Regions from separate parts of the Pan troglodytes genome. Here region 2 is linked to region 1. A link is a contact called in public HiChIP or PLAC-seq data. All regions are on one chromosome and are shown on one strand. The core of a region is the stretch at or near the end of the contact, and the rest is flanking DNA. Distances in the headings are between cores, read along the strand shown.

The links. HiChIP or PLAC-seq counts read pairs in DNA pulled down with a chosen protein or histone mark.
Region 2: a contact with region 1 is called in an H3K4me3 HiChIP or PLAC-seq map of stem cell-derived excitatory neurons, with 2.6 times the contacts expected there. The contact joins the promoter of PCIF1 here to the promoter of ZSWIM1 in region 1.

Annotation. Positions count from the first base shown.
Region 1 is chr21:52,144,619-52,150,187 of NHGRI_mPanTro3-v2.0_pri, reverse strand. It overlaps ZSWIM1 (zinc finger SWIM-type containing 1), which reads right to left and starts at 2,485. Exons shown (of 2, transcript NM_001251838.2): 1 at 2,433-2,485; 2 at 1-1,163. The coding sequence starts at 1,103. It overlaps ZSWIM3 (zinc finger SWIM-type containing 3), which reads right to left. Exons shown (of 2, transcript XM_525341.8): 2 at 4,597-5,569. The coding sequence ends at 5,083.
Region 2 is chr21:52,197,617-52,203,185 of NHGRI_mPanTro3-v2.0_pri, reverse strand. PCIF1 (phosphorylated CTD interacting factor 1) reads right to left here and starts at 2,351. Exons shown (of 17, transcript XM_514687.8): 1 at 1,847-2,351.

The sequences.
Region 1 (5,569 bases), core at 1,236-3,735:
AGGATCTGTATGTTCATCTTTTCTGAGCCAGAGCCAATGAGGTGTGTGGATTTCTGGACCACAGCAAGCTCGCCCAGGCACAGTTGGGCTGCTGGCCCTGTGCAGATGGCATTGAGGGAGTGCTGGATGTGGGATTCTACCAGCTGCTCCACTTTGGGGCTTTCGGGGATGGTGTCTGAGGGAGCGTGATTGTTCTGGGCACACAGGCCCTGGTTGAAGTTTGCCTTGTCTGCAGAGTTCTGCTGCATGTAACGGAACAGAGAAGCCATACCTTGTTTCTCAGATGGGGTGGTACCAAAGAACTGGCTGAGGATGTGGGTGGTGACCTCGAGGCTCTGGAAGTAGCGGCTGCTCTCAGCTCGGCTTCTCCAGCGGTGAGCCAGCCAGATGCGGTCATTGAGCAGCCAGTGTGAGTGAAGCTCGGGCAGCTTGGCTGGAGGGATGCAGTTGCTCAGGAGTGTATACAACTTTCTCAGGTTGCCTGCTGTGGCTGAGCACATTGTGCTCTGCAGGGAGGTCAGGAGCAGCCTTTCCACGGGCCGTTCAAGGGACAGCTGATAGAACTTGGCCTGGAGGAACTTACAAATGTGGAAGGCTGAGAGAAGGACCTCAGCTGTGGGGAACTCCATGGCTAGGATAGGCAGTGGAAGGAAATGAGGATCCACCAGGATGGTACAGACTCTCTCCCATGCTGGATTAAACTTCTTGAATACCTGGAACATCTGGGCCAGGCCTTCAGTGTCCTCCTTGGCAGGGATGGCAAAGTAGACTGCTCGGGCAAGATGACCCTCCAGCTGCACCCGAGGTCCATCCACCAGGAAGGTATATAAGACCTTACCCCTTAGGTTATAGGTCCGGTGGATAAATAAGATCTCAGGGAAATGGTCAAAGACACTTTGCATAAAGCAGCTCTGGTAGTTGAAGGTATCTAACTGGGCAGTCTTGTTAACCTGGTGCAGCAGCATAGGTGGGCTTGAGTCCTTAATCAGGAGCCCATTCAGCATTGTCAGGGCCATGGGAGAGATGGGAGCTGTCCAAATGCCAAGGTCAAAATACTTTCTTTGCAGGGCAGCTGACCACGGGGCTTTGAGTCTCTCAAGCATCAAGTAAGCTGAGGCTGGAGGCTAGACAATCATTCCCAGATCTTTTTTCCAAAGATGGGCCTATGGAGAGTAACAGAGGTTTAAGGAGACAGCAGGGACCTGGCTCTTCAATTATTCATCCACACAATATTTGTTGAACACTTACTATATGTCAGCACTGTTCTAGGGGAAGATACACAATAAACATGTAAACAAATAAGCAAATACATATCCAATAATGAAGCTTACAAAGACCATAAACCTGAGTAACATGTCAGAGAGTAAGCTGGGGAAGGGAGGGATACTTTAGTTAAAGTGGTAATGGAAGGCCTCTCAGGGGAGAAGGATGACATTGGAGCTGAAATCTAAATGATAAGAAGTTAGCTATGGAAAGATATGGTTCCAGGGGATTTAAATAGGTATGGCCAGAGCTGCATACGGCCTTTTAAAAAAATAGCATTCTAGCCAGGTGCAGTGGCTCACACCTGTAATCCCAGCACTTTGGGAGGCCAAGGTGGGCAGATAACTTGAGGTTGGGAGTTCGAGACCAGCCTGGCCAACATGGTAAAAACCCGTCTCTACTAAAAATACAAAAAGAATTAGCCGGGTGTGGTGCCCCATGCCTGTAGTCTCAGCTACTCGGGAGGCTGAGGCAGGAGACCTGCTTGAACCCAGGAGGCTGAGGTTGCAGTGAGCCGAGATTGCGCCACTGCACTCCAGCTCTGGGTGACAGAGTGAAACTCTGTCTCAAAAAATAAAATAAAATAAAAATACGATTTTATATTTATAAATGACTGATTGGCATCCATTCTTTCCTTTGGTCCTGGTATGTATAAGAGAACTGCAATTGCTCCAAACTAGCTGTGTTATCTTGGGCAAGTCAATGACCCTCTCTGAGCCTCAATCCCTTCCACCATAAAATATGGCTAACAAATGTGCATAGCTTCTCCTGCCTCTACTATATCCCTCTTTTAGCAGCAATACTCTATTCCATTGTTTCCTCTATTTGGCCCCAGACCGAGTTACTGTCCTCATTTTACAGATGATAAATTAAGGCTCAAAGAAGCTAAGTGACTTGCCCACCATTACTCTGTAAGTAGCTGAAAGTTGAGTCTGGTTCGGGATCCTGACTGCTGTCCACAGTACCTGGGGTCCAAAAACCAACAGAGGGAATACGGCCTTTGACCTCTCACCTCTAACCTGGGTGGGAGATGTGGATGTCTGACGTTCCCAGAGTCCAGCTGGAGCCAGATGAGAAGAAAACCTTCCTCCCATCCCTTTGGGAGCTGTGTGACGGCTAACTGCGGTGATCCGCTGTCTCACACTTCCACCCCTTCAGGAAGCACTCACCCACAGCCAGGCTCCGTCGCCATTTCTCCCTATTTGACCCTGCCTCCGACTCTGACTGACATCCAAACTCACCAACCACAGCGTCAGCATCGCAGTGACTCGGACCAATGTCTGAGGAATTCGCTTTCAGGCTTTAGCGCCACGGACCAATCGTAGCGTGACGATTCGCGGGAGGGCCGTGTTGCCAGGGTTACAAGGAGCTGGCTGGAGGTAAAGATACTTGCATCTGGGAGAGCTGAGCCTTGAAGCTGGAGCTCCGGGGCCTCCCTTCAGGCTAGGCGACTGGAAGGACACGTTACTATGGAAACCCCCTCAAAAGCAGAAAATGAAAAGGAAAATAAATAGCAGTTATATATAATATATATATTTTTTCTTTTTCTTTTTTTTTTTTGAGATGGAGTCTCGCACTGTCGCCTGGGATGGAGTGCAGTGGCAAGATCTCGACTCACAGCAACCTCCGCCTCCCAGGTTCAAGCAATGATTCTCTTGCCTCAGCCTCCTGAGTAGCTGGGATTACAGGCACCCACCACCACGCCCAGTTAATTTTTTGTATTTTTAGTAGAGACGGGGTTTCACCCTGTTGGCCAGGCTGGTCTCGAACTCCTGGCCTCGTGATTCGCCCACCTCAGCCTCCCAAAGTGCTGGGATTACAGGCGTGAGCCACCACGGGTTTTGTTTTGTTGTGTGTGTGTGTGTGTGTGTAACTCTAAAGCCCCTGGAGTTTAGGAAACAGTGCATATATAGTCGTAACGCATATTCTACCTTATGGGGAAACTGAGTTCCAGGTCTCAAATTCTACTCCTCCTTCGGGGATCAGGAGCCCAACTTTTAGAGCTGAGGAAATCCAGATCCCCTTAAACAAGCCAAAACTTGGCATTCTCTAGCCCAACCCCCTCCAGTATTCTACAGAATGATGCCATGACTTACTTAGGGTCCTACTACAGTAGTGCAAGGGCCTACTGACTGGTCTCTTGTCCTCAGTTCCCTTGAAGATGGCAGACTTAGAAAACTGGGTGTTTACCAGGCCTTGGAGGATTAAGATTACCAACTAGCAACATCAAATCAGTGTTGGTACTTACGCATCGAAAATGTTATTGGGCTGGGTGCAGTAGGTCATCCCTTTAATCCCAGCACTTTGAGAGGCTGAGGCAGGTGGATTGCCTGAGATCGGGAGTTCAAGACCAGCCTGACCAACATGGTGAAACCCCATCTCTAAATACAAAAAATTAGGCAGGCGTGGTGGCACATGCTTATAATCCGAGCTACTCAAGAGGCTGAGGCAGAATCGCTTGAACCCAGTAGGCAGAGGTTGCAGTGAGCCGAGATTCTGCCATTGCACTCTAGCCTGGGCAACAAGCAACAAGAGTGAAACTCCATCTCAAAACAAAAAACAAAACACAAAAAGGTGCTTATGTAAACCTAGAGGGGAAATCTGGGATTAGAACAGGCCAACATGCTAATTTTTACAGAGGAAACTGAGGTCAAAGAAATTGCCCACAGTTCCCCAGCAAATTGCTGGCAGTCAAGTCTAAGATTCAGGTTTTTCCCCCACACCCTCCAGTCTATTTGGCCTCTTCCCACTAGAATATAAGGAAACCTGAAATCAACCTTGAAGGCTTAGTTGTAGGAAGGAGGCAAATTAAGACGCAGATTGCCAAATCCTTGAATGTGAGGCATCAGGTTCTATTTGGCTCCACAACCCCATTAGGTTGCTAATACTTAATTTTCTTTTCTTTTCTTTTTTTGTTGTTGTTGTTGTTGTTTTTTGCTTGAGATAGAGTCTCACTCTGTCACCCAGGCTGGAGTGCGGTGGCACGATCTAGGCTCACTGCAACCTCTGCCTCCTGGGTTCAAGCGATTCTCCTGCCTCAGCCTCCCAAGAAGCTGGGATTACAGGTGCACCACCACGCCTGGCTAATTTTTGTATTTTTAGTAGAACAGGGTTTCGCCATGTTGGCCAGGCTGGTCTCGAACTCCTGACCTCAGATGATCCATCCACCCGCCTCGACATCCCAAAGTGCTGGGATTATGAGTGTGAGCCACTGCGCCTGGTCTCAATTTTCTTTAAAATTAATAAATCCACCTAGAGCAGCCACTTCCTAACTGTAAAGTCGAGTCCTATTGCTATGCAATTCCTCTTCCTTCCCTGATCAAGCAGAACACATTTCCCTTGTTTATTTAATTTTATTAAAAACAACTTTAATATGAATAAAAAGTTACAAATAAGATTCTTCATAAAGAGCAGCAACAGCCAAAGATCATCCTCATTCCCTTTGTCCCTGAAAACAGGCCCTTTTACCAGACCGATTTTGTCTCACCCTAACCTGAGGCAGGGATTCATCTTTGCAGAGCAAATAAGATCTGATCTCAGGGGCTGGGGGAGGAAGAGGGTGACCTTGCAGCACAGAGATAACTTTGGCCTTGAACAACAACTGAGGCTCCCAAGGAATGCCAAAAGTAGGGCTGAAAAGGGGCAGATTGAAAGGACTGTCACACAGTGGAGTTCCTTTCCTCTCTACTGTAACAATATTCCTAGCCCCACCTAGGAAGACATTGGCTAAAATGCTAAACCCTAGTATGTCCTGCCCACTTTAAACTCTCACACTTCCAAGGAGAAGTGTTTGTGGTCCAATGCTTCAGCTAAAGTGCTTCAATAATGCATCGCAGCTGTAGCAGGAGGGAATCCCTCCCCTTCTTCTTGCTTTCCCCAGAGGAAAGGGAGGCGGCCCACGTCCTTAAAGTCTCCTGGCTGCTGAAGGAGCTCAGATGGCTGGGAGGGGCCAGCCCAGATATCCACAATCTTGCGCAGGGTGGAGTAGCGTTCCTCCAGCTCTGGCCCCTCGGTCTGCATGAGCAGGTTTGCTAACTCCCTGCTTAGGTCCTGAATCATGTCGTTCCGTCCTTGCTTCTCAGGCTGGCCTGTGTTTGGGACCATACCACGATCCTGGAGCTCCCCATTGGGCCCAAGGAGGTGCTGGTACTTCTTCTGCCACCGGCGGCACACCATGGCTTCACCAACCGGCTGCTGGCTGGTGTGCAGCAGAGCCAAAATGTGTCGGCATGGCAGGTGGTACCATTGTTGAAAGGAACAGCTGCAGCTACAGCCATCTTTGCTAACCTGGTGAGAGTCCTCTAGC
Region 2 (5,569 bases), core at 1,102-3,601, 53 kb before region 1:
GCCCAAATAAAAAAAAATTGCACCTGCAGTCCCAGCTACTCAGGAGGCTGAGGTGGAAGGGTCACTTGAGCCCAGGAGTTCGAGGCTGCAGTGAAGTATGATCATGCCACTGTGCTCCAGCCTGGGTGACAGGGCAAGACCTCATCTCTTAAAAAATAAAAGAGGCCGGGCGCGGTGGCTCACGCCTGTAATCCCAGCACTTTGGGAGGCCCAGGTGGGCGGATCACGAGGTCAGGAGATCAAGAGCATCCTGGCTAACACGGTGAAACCCCGTCTCTACTAAAAATACAAAAAAAAAAAAAAAAAAAAATTAGCCCGGCGTGGTGGCGGGAGCCTGTAGTCCCAGCTACTCGGGAGGCTGAGGCAGAAGAATGGCATGAACCCGGGAGGCGGAGGTTGCAGTGAGCTGAGATCGCGCCACTGCACTCCAGCCCAGGCGACAGAGCAAGACTCCGTCTCAAAATAAATAAATAAAAATAAAAAATAAAATAAAGTACCCTTAGACCAGAGAAAAATCAACAAACATACCTATCACTGATCTGTGGGGGCACAATCCCAAGCCTCCCACAGCAAGTCAAAGACACGCTCTGAATAATGTCTTGCAAAAATAAAAACATGCAAACACATTATGTGACACATCTTGTTCGCCTTTATTGAAAAATATTTTCCCCAAGAAACATCCTGTGATATTGATGCACCGGGTAGATGAACTTTGCAGAATACGCACAAGCGGCACAGCTTAGTGTGAGGCTAAATGGGGACACTGCAGTATTTCCAAAGCCAGCTGTGCATCAGAATCATCTTGGAGTTTGTAAAAAAAAAAAAAAAAAAAAAAAAATCAGACTCCTGTGCCTCACTGCGCATCTCAGAAGCCAGAAATACGGAGGTGAGGCACACAAGAATTTGTATTTTTAAAACGCACCGTAAGAGTGACTGGGAGACAGGATGACTCGTTTTTTCACACTATTTGAAAAAATGTACCCATTTTTTGCAATTAAAACCATTTTTAATTTCCTATGTGACTTGAGCGCAGCAGGTCTGTGGCCCAAGTACCAGCCCCTGGGTTGGACAGACCCGGATTCCGGGCCCTTCTGCTTTCCGGCTTATAAACCGGAATCACTCGACCGTTATATGTAGAGTCCAGCATTGTACGCTCCCAGTAAGACATAACTGCTCTTAAGATAACGTCTTTATTTATCCTGTGGCTTCCCGACCCCCACGCATACCGCAGTTTGAGAATTACCGCTGCTCAAGGATAAACAACTGTATCTGCGCAACCAGAAGAACCCATCAAAAGCCAGAGTCCGAGTCCGGGATTGGAGGCACGTGGGGCGGGACCATCTCCGCAATGTACCAATCAGAATTCTCCGGCCCAGTAGGGAGGAGTCAAAGGGCGAACAAAGTACGCAGGCGCGACGGCGCACGAAGGCGAGAGGCGAGGTCCAGCGCGCGCGCGCGCACCTTCCCCTCCCCCTACCCCAGCGAGGGTGGGCTGTTTGGCGCGCGCGCGCGCCGGCCCATCTCCCGGGCTCCGCCCCCCGCCCCGCCGCGCGCTCCCGCCCCCGGGCTGAGGCGACTCAGAGTCGGAGCCCGACACAAAGGCGGTGGCGGCGGCAGCAGCGGAGGGGCCCTAGAGGCCGCTCCGCTCGGGCTCTCCGGGCCCACCTCCCTCACTTCGGCCACCGGCGCGGCTGCCCACCCGCGGGTCTAAGATGGCGGCGGCAACAGAGACAGGGCAAGCGGCAGTCCCGAGCAGAAAGCGCCGGAGGGGCCGCCGCCCCCCAGCTTCGGATCCCCAGACCCTGGCGCGGCTCGCTGCGGGACCATGGCTTCCTGGGACTCTTACCTGCCTGGAGCGGACTGGAGGGGACGCGGCTACACGTTCTGCTCGACCGCCCGTTTTGCCGCCTCCGCCTCGCCCTCCCCAGCGCCGCTGCCGCCATCTTGTGTCCCGGGCCGGGACTCCGCGCTGCGCATGCGCTGGTACCGCCTCTGAGGGACCTCGCCGCGGCCGCGCCGCCATCTTGAGTGTGGCAGGGTCGGCTGGCTCCTCGCACCCAGCTTGCTTTCGGCCCCCTCCCCTTCTTCCCATCCGTCCCTGCTGTTCCTTGTGGCGCTGAGCAAGGGGAGACAGCTTTGTAGGCCTGCGGGTGGACTGAGGAAGGAATGAATTCACTGGCACGCCCCCGCCTCAGTTTCCCCCTCGAGCACACACGCAGGAGCCGGATGTTCGCGGTGGGCGGTGCGCGGCGGGGTTGGACTTAGCGTGCGCACTGGGGGGCGTGGGGCTGTCTTAGAACCTGCGGGGGTCTCGGGCTCTGCCGCCGGCCCAGGGGAGGCATCGTGGTGACGTAGGCTCCGGACGTAGGAGGGACCTGGGTCCTGGCACCCGCGCGGCTCTGCCTCTTCCAGCCAGTCTCTTTCCCTCTCTGGGCCTCTGTGCTGCGTGGTGTCCAAATGTTAAGAAGCCCTGCCCCATGCCCGGGCTACATATACATCGAACCCAAGCTGTAAATGCTCTTGAGTAGAAGCAACTTAAACTAGCCTTCGGGGGCAAGTAATAGAGATGGCTTTCGGCAGAGTTGGGAAATCAACTAAATGCATTGTAGGGCCTTTCCAACATTGACATCTGTGGCCATTAGTTGCAGTTCAAAGCCTCACTGAGCCCTCAAACCAGCTACAGCGGGTAGCCTGGCAGGGAACTGGCAGCTGTGAGGTGCTCCTCATCCGGCTCCCTGCAGGATTCTTTTTGGTAGGAGCCTGCAGGCGTCCGAGTGGTAGCTCCACCCATCTCCGGTCTCCCCAGCAAGCAGCCCTTCTATTGCTAGCTTGAGAGGAGGAAAAGCTTGCCACCTGCTGTCAGACCGGCGCTTGTGTGGAGCCAGGGGCTGTAGGTACCCCGGCTAAATAGCCTTTCAGATGTCCATGGTCCCGGCTGCACGCCAGCGTGGGGGCAGGCAGGCGGACGCTCAAGAAAAACGGAGGCACCGATATGAGTAGTAATTGAGAACGAGGGTTCAGATCCTCATCTGATTTCAATCCCTGCTCCTCCACCCCAAATGTGTGGCCTTGAAGGAGTTAACCAATTTAAATTTTAGTTTCCTCAGTGGAAGATAATAAATCCGCCTACCTCATAAAGGTTTGGTGAGAATTAACTCAGGTGATGCATGTGAAGTCCTCAGCGCAATACCTGGCGCTTCCTAAGTGCTGAATCGGTTAGCCGTGATCATCTCACAGTGGCATGAGCATTGCTCCAAGTAGATTTGAGCCCTCCAGAAATAAGCCAGCTCCATATAGGCACAGCAGTTCTGCCCTCGCAGAGCTTCCCGTTCAGATAAGAGGCCTGATGGGAAACCAGACTCCTGGGCCCTGTCTCAGTTCTGGAAGGGTGGGGGGCCAGCTTTGATTTATGCCTGCTGCCCTGGCATAATTACTAATATTGCCTCCTTTTTCAGAACTGCCCTGCTTTAGGCCGGGCGTGGTGGCTCACCCCAGTAATCCCAGCACTTTGGGAGGCCGACGCAGGTGGACCACCTGAGGTCAGGAATTCAAGACCAGCCTGGCCAACACGACGAAACCCCGTCTCTACTAAAATTACAAACATGAGCCAGGCCTGGTGGCGCGCGCCTGTAATCCCAGCTACTCGGGAGGCTGAGGCAGGAGAATCACATGATCCCGGGAGGCAGAGGTTGCAGTGAGTCGAGATCGCGCCACTGCACTCCAGCCTGGGCGACAGAGTGAGACTCCTGTCTCAAAAAAAAGTACTGCTTTGGGCAGTAAACTACGTGGTCGCTCTTGACCTACGGGATAACCAGTTTTCCATGCTCATGCCCCCCAGCTAGCCCGCGCTTTCACTAAAGTTTAAAAACCATGTAGTGATTGTTACCCCCCTTTTTTTTTTTGAGACGAAATCTCGCACTGTCGCCCGGGCTGGATTGCAGTGGCGCGATCTCGGCTCACTACAACCTCTGCCTCCCGGGTTCAAGCAATTCTGCCTCAGCCTCCCAAGTAGCTGGAATTACAGGCACCCGCCACCAAGCCCAGCTAGTTTTATTTGTATTTTTAGTAGAGACGGTGTTTCACGATGTTGGCCAGGCTGGTCTCAAACTCCTGACCTCATGATCCGCCCGCCTCGGCCCCCCAAAGTGCTGGGATTACAGGCGTGAGCCACCGCGCCCGGCCTTTTATCTATTCTTTTATGTTTTCAAAGTATTTTCTCATTCATTGTTCAGATTCTCTTAATTGATAACCAAGATACCAAACATCCCAAGTGCCTAGTCTTCTGTTTTATCATGGAATTCTGTGAATTATTACCTAAATTTGCCCATGAGCAAACAGGTTGGAGCGAGGGGCAGGGGCGAAGTCATTGTCCAGGTTCACACAGCCATCAACAAGTAACAAAACTGGGATTTTAAGCCCGGAGTTCTCAACACCAAAATGCAGGGCTGGTTCCATTAAACCACTCTGGCCTCCCTGTTTTGTGAAGAAGGGATCTAGGTTCAGGCGATGTGACTGGTCTGAGTGGACACAGTTGCCCTGGATAGTTCAATCTTTTTTTTTTTTTTTTTTTTTTTTTTTTTTTTGAGACGGAGTTTCGCTCTTGTTGCCCAGGCTGGAGTGCAGTGGTGCAATATCGGCTCACTGCAACCTCCGCCTCTAGGGTTCAGGCGATTCTCCTGCCTCAGCCTCCTGAGTAGCTGGTATTACAGGCATGCGCCACCACGCCCGGCTAATTTTGTATTTTTAGTAGAGACGGGGTTTCTCCCTGTTGGTCAGGCTGGTCTCGAACTCCCGACCTCAGGTGATCCGCCCACCTCGGCTTCCCAAAGTGCTGGGATTACAGACGTGAGCCACCGCGTCCGGCCTGGATAGTTAAGTATCTTAAAGGTTTCTCTACCTCACAGTGTTCAGCACTGCTTTTCACCTGATACATGCCTCATCTTCTCCCTTTGCTCACTTTCCGCATGTCAAAACCAGCCTCTTCTCAGCTGGGTGCGGTGGCTCACGCCTGTAATCCCAGCACTTTGGGAGGCCAAAGCGGGTGGATCACCTGAGGTCAGCAGTTTGAGACCAGCCTGGCCAACAGGGTGAAAGCCCATCTGTACTAAAAATACAAAAATTAGCTGGGCATGGTGGCAAGCGCCTGTAATTCCAGCTACTCAGGAGGCTGAGGCAGGAGAATCGCTTGAACCCGGGAAGAAGAGGTTGCAATGAGCCGAAATCACACCATTGCACTCTAGCCTAGGTGACAGGAGCAAAACTCCGTCTCAAACAAAACAAAACCCAACCTCTTCTCACCATTCTAATGACTACCTTAAGAGCTGGCGTTTCCCACCCCTACCCCCCTTTTTTTTAGAAGCAGAGTCTCAGTCTATCTCCCAGACTGATGTGCACTCATAGCTCATTGTAACCTTGAACTCCTTGCCTTAAGCAATCCTCCTGCTTCAGCCTTCCAAAGTGCTGGGATTACAGGCATGAGCCACCACACACAGCCCAATTTTGTTTTGTTTTTTGAAAAGGAGTCTTGCTCTGTCGCCCAGGCTAGCGTGCAGTGGCGCGATCTCGGCTC